Linked DNA regions of Mus musculus: region 1 is linked to region 2. Evidence: chromatin contacts called from public HiChIP or PLAC-seq data. All regions are on one chromosome and are shown on one strand. The core of a region is the stretch at or near the end of the contact, and the rest is flanking DNA. Distances in the headings are between cores, read along the strand shown. Region 1 holds the start of Mmp17 (matrix metallopeptidase 17). Region 2 holds the start of Slc15a4 (solute carrier family 15, member 4).

Region 1 (4,433 bases), core at 774-3,273, 2.0 Mb after region 2:
AGTTTTTTTTTAACTCAATTATAACTACAAGGACCCCCATCCTAGCTGGGTATGGGAGAACACAGTTAAAATCCTAGCACTCGGGGGCTGAAGCAGGACACAGTTCTAAACAAACCAAAAAAGATTCCTATCCATCTAAGAGTATATCTGTAGTGTCAAGTAGACATTTACCAAACTATAGGAGACCTGGAAGAAACTCCCAGAGCCAGATAGGCAAAGGCAGGGCACCTTGGGAGGAGGTACCAGTTAGAATTGGCAGAGTCAAGGGGACAAGGGTCTGGAGCCAGAGCCCCTAGAGCCACCCATTCCTGAACCAGTTCTTTTGTCCCCAATTTGCTCCACATTTCTCTGAGATTTCCTTTCCACATAGGGACATCATTTAGGAGAGGCCCAGAGACCTCAGAACAGATAGAAGATGGGGCCACCCGAGCTTTGAAGCTGATCTCAGAGGGCCTACGAATGCAATACGTTTCTCTCTTCTTGTCTAACAGGAGAGCATCGATCTTCTCCCTAGGGACCGAACCGACCTTCCTTCTAATGCAGCATGAACTAATGTCATGCATTAATATTGTAAACCTGACGGGCTGTAGGATCTCCTAGGAAACAAGTCTCCCAGCACACCTGTGAGAGATTATCTAGATTAGGTTAGCCTCTGGACACGCCTCGAAGGGATTATCCAGATTAGGTTAATTGAGATAGGAAGACCCATTTTTAACTAACTGTGGGCAGTACTGTTCCACGGGTTGATAGGGAGTTTGTTCCACATAGCTAAACACCCGGGAGATGCTACTGTCTTGTGGCTGCGCACTCTCTGTCTCTAGGGCTTTCTCGTGTCAAGGTCCTAACCCCCGCCCTCCCACCCCCCAACCCACGGACCCATCTCAAGCTGGTGCAGAATCTAATCTTCTCCCCAAACCACCCAGACCCCCGAGAGCAACAGGGTATGGATAGACACCAGCTGGGAGTTGAGGGAGGGAACTTTGCCTTCAAAGCAGGGAGTCACCCACCCTCTCCTTTAGAGGCATCATCTAAACCTCAGTGTCCGCGTGCAAACAATAAATAGACTGTAATCCTAACGACACCGAGGGACTAGAGAAACCCGCGGGGAAGGGGCTGGAGACCCAGCCGCTGGGGCGGGGGCTTGGGGTGGGAGGGCGCTGGTTTTGAACTCTGTCCCTTGGCCCAGCCAGTTTCCACATTGTCACTCCACATTGTCTCCTACTTAGGTATTATTTTCTCTGGACCTCAGTTTCTTTGTGTACAAATTGGGAACTATGGTTTCCACTTCTTACGGGTTGCGAGAAAGAAAATTTCATCTGTAAAGTGCTGAGCGGGTGCCAGATCCCAGCTAATGTTTGCTATTCATAGCCTCCCGGCTCACGGAGATAGAACGGGTCCAGCCCGCCGGAAGCATGGGGGGTTCACTCCCCGCCCCTCAAAACAAAGTCTCTTTTTTCACACCTGATGCAGACCCTCAGCAGCAGAGGCTAGATGCTCCCTGGCGGACTAAGGGGAAAAGGTGCTCTGTGCCCAAGGCTCCATACAGGACTCAGGTGTGCTCTCGGCCTAGTCTCCCGTCCTAAGCCCCTACTCCCGCCCACGCTCACCCATCCCATCCCACCCCATGCCCCCGCTCCCTCCTACGCTCTCTTGTATCACACTAATCCCCTCCCCCACCTCCGATCTCTCAGAATCGGGGTGCTTACTCCCACTCGCCCCAAGACTCTGTGGCCCGCGGGCTCCCCCGTGTGCCCATCACGCGCGCTGCAGCGGTCTTTAGGTCCTAAGTGACCTGAAACTAAACCAAGGGTTCTAGCAGGCGACCAGGGGGCGCGTCCAGAGGACGGCAGAGAACTCTAGGACACTCGCAGCCCGATCCGCCGGCTCCCTGTCTGCAGCAGTGCTCCAGCCTTCGGGGTGGGCAAAGCTTCTGTGCCATTACCGGGTCCCGCCCGCGCGGGGGCCCCTTTAAGGGAGTGGGCGGGGCGATGTTTATTAGCATACATTAGCATGGCCCTGCCCCGGAGGCGGGCGGGCGCGCGGCTCAGTCCCGCGGAGCGGAGCGGTGCGGGCGCGGAGCCGAGCGAGGCGCGGAGCTGGCTGCTGGCGGGTGCGGGGACCCTCGCCACCCGACCTGGGAGAGCGGGATGGGACGCCGCCCGCGGGGACCTGGGTCCCCCCGGGGACCTGGCCCTCCACGCCCCGGGCCGGGGCTGCCACCACTGCTGCTTGTACTGGCGCTGGCGGCCCATGGGGGCTGCGCAGCGCCCGCGCCCCGCGCGGAGGACCTCAGCCTCGGGGTGGTGAGTGAACGACAGGGGCACGGGACCCTGGGCACTCGGGAGCCGAGTCCCCAGGCGCTCACGAGGTGCAAGGGAGAAGGGAGACTCGCCCTTGCTCCTTTCGGAGAGGTGCGCGAATCCCGGTGAGGCGGGGGTGTGGGGGGGAACCCATTTTTAAGACAGAGAAACTGAGGCTGGGGCTCGGGCTGCTCGAGGCTCACGCTTGCAGGTCTAGGAGGATGCCGGTCCCTTTCCCGCTCCGTGCAGTCGTGCGCCGCAGCCGCGGGCGCCCCGGGGAGGTGGTCGCCCAGCCGGAGCCTGGTCTCTGGTTAAAAGCAGCTCCACAGAGACCTCTGGCGGGGTGACCGGTGTCACAGACGCCCGGAGCGGTGCGCCCCGCGAGCTTCGCGGCCGGAGTGGGAGGTCAGGGGCGCGCACCCCAGGCCGGGGACGCGCCTGTGGGCGTCCGGAAAACCTGGGGTTCCCGAGTTTGCCCCGCTGACGATGTTAGAAGAGCCTCCCGCACGGCGAGCGTGCCGCGACCCCGTCTCCCTCCTCCACCGGAGCGATCGGCCTTGTCCCGCCGGTGCGGGTGACAACCTCTGCTGTGTCAAGCCCGCTGCCGTCCCCATCCCGCCAACTCCCACTGCCAGAGCTTAGCTAGGCACTCCAGCTTGGGGACCCGGGTACCGGCTTCTTCCCACCTCTTGCCCACCCTCCTGACTGAAGTCGGGTTTGGAAACCCGCAGGAGACCCGGAAGGTTTCGATCAGACTTTATGGCTCCGCAGGCCCGCGAAGCCCTCTGCAAAGGCGCGCGCGGTGACTAGAGCCCGCTTTCGAGGAGGAGGAGGAGGCCCCGGCCTGGGTTCCTTAGATCTGGAGACCCGGCCAGGCGCGGCTTCCTGATTGGCACAAGCCAGCCAATATCCTAATGGGGTCCTGGCAGAGTCCGCTTTCCACGGGCGGTTGGCAACGAGGACTCCTACACCTCAGGTCTAGGCAAGGTGTCATGGAGATTTCCTGCTGGAGGAGACACTGGGGCGGGAGCAACCTCCAGTTTGGCAACATTTGCCCCTGGATCTGAGAGGGGCAGACTCTGCCACCCCCCAGGCATCTGAGGTGGCAGCGACCCATGCTTTCTCTGCCCACTTGCAGATGTCTGAGGGTCCCCTGAGGTGGCTTCTTCCCACTCCAGTGGCCTCTAAAATAGGGGTTCCTCACGTTCCTGATCCTAGGCTTTCATAGCTGGCTCCCCGATGCCATGAGCATTAGGACATCCAGACCCAGTTCTGGTGGGTGACAACAGAGTCCAGACGCACCCTCCCCCCCCCCCCCCCCCACACACACACCGTCTTCCTTCAAGCTTTCAGTGTATCTCTAACGGGACTGGTTAGGGGACAGGAGACAGAGCGAGGGAGGAGTCAGGGCGAGGGAGCCCCTGCCCATCCAAGTTCTTAATCAGGCCCAGTGTACTTAGGAAGTTTGCAGCAGCGGACCTCGGTGGTTGAGGTGGGGTTGGCTCCTCCCCCTGGCACCTGTGGGCTTCATCCGACTTTTCCCCTCCCCTACTGAGTTCCTGAGCACTCCAGGGTCACCAACCCACCAGCACCCTGAAGATCTCACTAACCAGGGTATGTGACTCCAGGCTTGCCAGAGGCAGCAAAACCCTGTCGTCCAATCCTGGGTAAGGCGGGAGGGTGCCGCAGGCAGCCTCCTGCCCAGGACAATACCCTCCCGGGTGTGGGAACCGGGTCCTGCCCGCCTCTCCTTTGGTGGCGGTGGGGGCGCCCTCTGGTGGCCCTCTAGGGAATGGCACCTAAGAGCTTGGGGCGCAGGGGCACTCACTGAGCTGCAAACGATGGGCGGGCTTTGGGTGGGAGCTTTCTGATGCCCCTCAGACCGCCCTCTGCGGGCTGTTGAGCGCATTCAGGTCTGGATGCCTCGGAGGAGAAGGACGCCTTTGTGTTTGTGATCAGCCGCTGCCAGACACCGCTAAATCCACGGCTGGGCAGGGAGGGGCGAGCGCCTGTGAATAAAGCCGGGAAGAGGCCCCCAGGCCCCCTGAAAGGACCCGCAGGATGTGGTTTCCTCACAGCTCAGTGGGGCCTGGCTTTGTCACTCCGTTTCTTAAGTGGTTGCACAGAGCCAAG
Region 2 (4,696 bases), core at 1,490-3,989:
ACCACACCTAGGCTTAAATGACAGAGGTAATATATACTAGTGGAACAGAGGCCAAGGCCAGGAGTCTGGTCTTGAAAGTTTGATGAACACCTCTGAGAACTCCAGAACTCTCAAGTAGCAACACTTCTTTTGTTTACATTTTACTTGTATGACCCACAGTCTTGCTCTGTAGCCCAGAATATGTGATGTGGCAACCTTCCTGCCTCAATCTCTTAAATACTGAGATCACTACTACTTCTGACACCGTTGAGATTGTGTCCTCTCCGAAATGGCCAGCCTTACAGACACCATATAACACTGGCCAGTCAGTCCTACATTTGTGGTGCTACTCTGAGATGACTTCGCTCTGCTGACTTCAATTTCAGCTTCTCAAGGATCAGTTTTGTACCAAGACCCAGGGCTCACCTTCCCTGTTACACACAAATAACCCTCTAGCACTTCCTATAGCCAGCCTCCCAATCTGAGTGCAACCTTCAGTCCAAGGCACTGCCTCCACTCTAGGCCACACTTCTCTCCTCAGACCAGCGGTAGTCTGAGCCGTGCTCTCACCCTCCTGGCACACAACGCACTCTAGGATAGCTATTTGCAGTCTTTCTGAAACAGGACAACACGTGTTCTGTTTTAGGAGTTATCTAGCCCCTGCTTTACTCAGTTTTACAGCTCCATGGAAGGCAGAGGTCGGGGATGTGTAAGCAATTAAGAATGAGACCTTAAGCTGGGCAGTGGTGGCGCACGCCTTTAATCCCAGCACTTGAGAGGCAGAGGCTGGTGAACTTCTGAGTTCGAGGCCAGCCTGGTTTACAGAGTGAGTTCCAGGACAGCTAGGGCTACACAGAGAAACCCGGTCTTGAAAAACCAAAAAAAAAAAAAGAAGAAGAAAGAAAGGAAGAAAGCAAGCTTTATCCTGAGAGCCTGACACTCAAACCCCACATAATTTCCACTGCTTACAAAATACTCTATTTGCATCTGACCACTAGAACTATTCTTGGCATGGGAGTCCCCTAAGAAAGGGAAGCAGAGCAGATGTGGCTCCACAGCTCTGGCTCCCTCCTCATCCCTTGTTCTTGGATGTCAGAGTAGCAGCGAATGATGCTGGTCTTTCCCACCTGCCACACCCTACCCCAAAACTTACTTAAAGCATTAAAGATGGAAACTAAGCGCTTGCCTGTCTCTTGCCCCTAACTTTGTAAAAGGGAAGCTAGGGCAGTGTCAGAGCCTTTGTACATGTCTATCCTCCAAGTCATAACTTCACCCTTTTCTCTTTCAGATCTCAACGCAGATGACTCCACCAACAGAACGTCCCTTCTCCTTAAAACCACAATGGTTACTGCATCACGAATAAATCCCACCTCAACTCTTCCTTACCACCCAGATCATAACTGTTTATACAGCTTTCCCCTATTCCAGTACTTCCACCACCACCCCCCCACACACACACACACAAAGCTCCCCCAGAGCAGAGGGTGGGTGTTGTTCTCTCCCCTCCTACAGTCCCCTACCAGATGCAAGAGCAGATGTGGACAGCGGTGCGCACAGGGGAGGGGAAGGGGCTGTTACTCCCTCTTACTCAGTCCTGGACCTAGTGCCAGGTGTGGAATGGGTTCTACTCATGGGCTTCCTCCCCACACGCATTAGAGGGAGTCTTGCCCTTCCTCCTACCCACTCGGGTGTTGGAGCAGATGGGTTTCCTCCTGCCACTCTCCAAGGGAAGAGCAGGTCTCCTTCCTCACCTCCACTAACAAGGAGGGATCAGAGGCAGGTGGCCTTCTTCTCTGCACTACAAGGGAGATTCCCTGGGTTGGGAAATTCCTCTCCCTCACCTTAACCTTTCTCTAGATCTGAGGCGATGTGGGGTGCAGGTCTATGGGTTGGGAAGCTTGGTGGGCAGCCCTGTGCTTTCCGATCGATTGCGCATAGGTGCAGAGGCAAGTGGGGATGTAGGCTTAGGTGTTTGGGGTGGCTCCTTTTTTCCAATCAGTGGAAGAACCCTGGGGGACAGGAGGTGCAGATGATACACAGGCTACCGTGCCAGTTCCCCCGTGTCCCCAGCGTTGTTAAAGTCAACGCTTAGGTTCGGGTAGCCGTGGTGCGCAGGAGGTGCGGCGGGGGGGGGGGGGGTGGTGGTCCCCAAACCCGGGAAGACCTGAGCGGGTCCGGCTCACCTGATCGGCGCCGAAGGGCGTGATGTTGGCCTTGACCGTGGCCACCCCGAGACCCACGAGCACGAGCCCCGCGAAGGTGGCGGGGGCACAGCGGCGCGCGGCGTTCTCGGGACACGACGCTGACCCGTTGGGGAAGGGCGCCGAGCAGTTGCGCACGAGCTCGGGCCGCGGGTCCCCGCAGAGGAAGGAGCGCGAGCGGGGCGCGGCCAGCAGCGGGAAGGCCAGCAGGCCCAGCAGGTAGAGGGCCAGGCTGAGCAGGATGGCGCGGGCCCGGCCGAGGCGGGCGTCGGCGAGCCAGCCCCCGAACGGCGAGCCCAGATAGGTGAGGCCCATGAAGAGCAGCAGCGCCTGGCTGGCCTGCGCGCCCTCCCAGTCGAACGGCGCGCCATTCAGGAACAGCACCAGGTTGGCCGTGACGCCGTAGAAGGCCGCGCGCTCCAGCAGCTCGGCCAACAGCACCGCCCCGCACGCCGCACGCCGCCCCGCGAACACCGCGGACGCCGCCGACACTGCCGGACGCCGCGAACCCAACAGCGGCGCCCGCTCGCCCTCCATGGCCGGTTCACTGAGGACTCGGTAGCCCAACTCTCGCGAGACAGCGAGTTCCCTCCCTCTCCCGCCGCCGCCTTTTAACTGGGCAAGCTGGGCGGGGGTGGCTGCCGGTTCCGCCCCCGGAAATCCGGCCAAGCGGGCCTTTCACTTGACAGCGGTTTGTTGTTGAGATGCGTGGAGGGATGGTGGTTCCTATGGCTGGAGGGGTTCCACCGGGAAACTGGAACCCTAGACTCCGAGGTTCCGGCCCCAAACTGGGTTCCTAATCCAGGTCACCAGGGTCTAAATCTTCCCTTCTTGCCATCTTCTCAGGACCCAGGCGTCAAGTGTAACAGTCTCGGCCTCCTCTCCCTCTCTTGGTATCTCACTTTTCTGTCTCTTCTTAAAACAAAAATTACTAAAATTTATTTATTTTTGGTTTTTTTCGAGACAGGGTTTCTCGGTGTAGCCCTGGCTGTCCTGGAACTCATTTTGTAGACCAGGCTAGCCTCGAACTCAGAAATCCGCCTGCCTCTGCCTCCCAAGTGCTGGGATTAAAGGCGTGCGCCACTACCGCCCTGCTGCTGCTGCTGCTTCTTCTTCTTCTTCTTCTTCTTCTTCTTATTATTATTATTATTATTTTAAGGACTGAAGAGATAACTCCACAGTTAAGAGCACTGGCTGCTAGTCAGAGGTTCTGGGCTCGATTCCCAGCACCCACCTTGTGTCTCCTAACAATCTGTAACTCTAGTTCCTCGTGGATCCGGCACCTTCTTCTGGCCTCCAGGGCTACTGCACACACACAGGGTGCACAGACCTCCATGAACGCAAAGCATCCATACACATAAAACTAAACACATCTTTAGTGGCACATGCCACTAATCCCAGCTCTTGGGAGGCAGAGGCGGGCGAATCTCTGTGAGTTCGAAACCAGTGTAGTCGACACAGTGAGTTCTGCCAGGGCTGCATAGTGAGACCCTGTCTCAAAAAAAAAAAAAAAAAAAAAAGGAAAGGAAAAAAGAAAAAGAAAGAAAGAAAGGGAAAGAAAAGAAGAAGAGAAAAGAAAAGAAAAGAAAAGAAACTAAAACCAAAACCTTTATTTACAGCCTATAACTGACTCTTAGTCCTGCTGGTAAGTAAGACTGAGTCTTGGAACGTTTGCTTAAAGACTGGACCAGTGAGATGGCTTACCAAGTAAAGGTGCTTGCTACCCGGCCTGGTGATAGCCTGAGTTCTATCCCCCTGCTGGGAGCCCCACACAATGGATAGACAGCAGACACTGCATGTATGTCCACACATACAGACACAGGCAATTAAAAAGAAAAAGTTCTGCTAAGCTAAGCATGACATACTTGAACAAACTCTGTATTGGAATGATAAGGCTAATAAACCATTTGGACTGACTGAGCTGGTAACTCACTGCGCAGTCTGACTGGTACTAACTAATCCGATGGGTCAGTCTCTTCAGGGAAATGGCGAAGCTAATGGCTCGGAGGGGCCTTGGAGTTAAGTGTGTGGAGGGAGGAATTTTAGGCAGTGTGCTGGGGCCCCTGAACTTGGTACTTTGAGGATGGAGACAAACCCAGAATGCAGAATATTCTAGTGTGGTCACAGTGTTGGAGGTGGTGGTGGGAAGTGACCCAATGGCACAGTTAGCTTCAGTTGTCAATGTCACACACAAGGGAAGAGGAAACTTCAGCTGAGGAATTGCCCCCAACAGATTGGCCTGTGGGCACGTCTGTGAGAGCATTTTCTTGCTTGGTGATTGATGTGAGAGGGCCCAGCCCCACTGTGGGTGATGCCAACCCTGGGCAGGTGATCCTCGGCTGTATAATGAAAGTAGCAGGACAAATAAGTAGCATTGTTCCATGGCTCCTGCCTTCAGCTTCCGGTCTCCAACTTCCTGTCTCAAGTTCCCATCCCGACTTCCCTTTTGGAAGGATTATAACCTGAAAGACCACCCTTTCCTCCCCAAGTTGTTTTTGGTCAGGCACAACACCAGA

Evidence for each region. HiChIP or PLAC-seq counts read pairs in DNA pulled down with a chosen protein or histone mark.
Region 1: a contact with region 2 is called in an H3K27ac HiChIP or PLAC-seq map of bone marrow-derived dendritic cells, with 14 times the contacts expected there. The contact joins the promoter of Mmp17 here to the promoter of Slc15a4 in region 2. A contact is called at or near these places in 1 of 15 datasets of contacts at CTCF or cohesin (large pre-B cells) and 1 of 115 datasets of contacts at active chromatin or transcription factors (bone marrow-derived dendritic cells).

The regions. Positions count from the first base shown.
Region 1 is chr5:129,582,146-129,586,578 of GRCm38.p6, forward strand. Mmp17 (matrix metallopeptidase 17) reads left to right here and starts at 2,024. Exons shown (of 10, transcript NM_011846.5): 1 at 2,024-2,303. The coding sequence starts at 2,148.
Region 2 is chr5:127,614,653-127,619,348 of GRCm38.p6, forward strand. It overlaps Slc15a4 (solute carrier family 15, member 4), which reads right to left and starts at 2,740. Exons shown (of 8, transcript NM_133895.1): 1 at 2,163-2,740. The coding sequence starts at 2,717.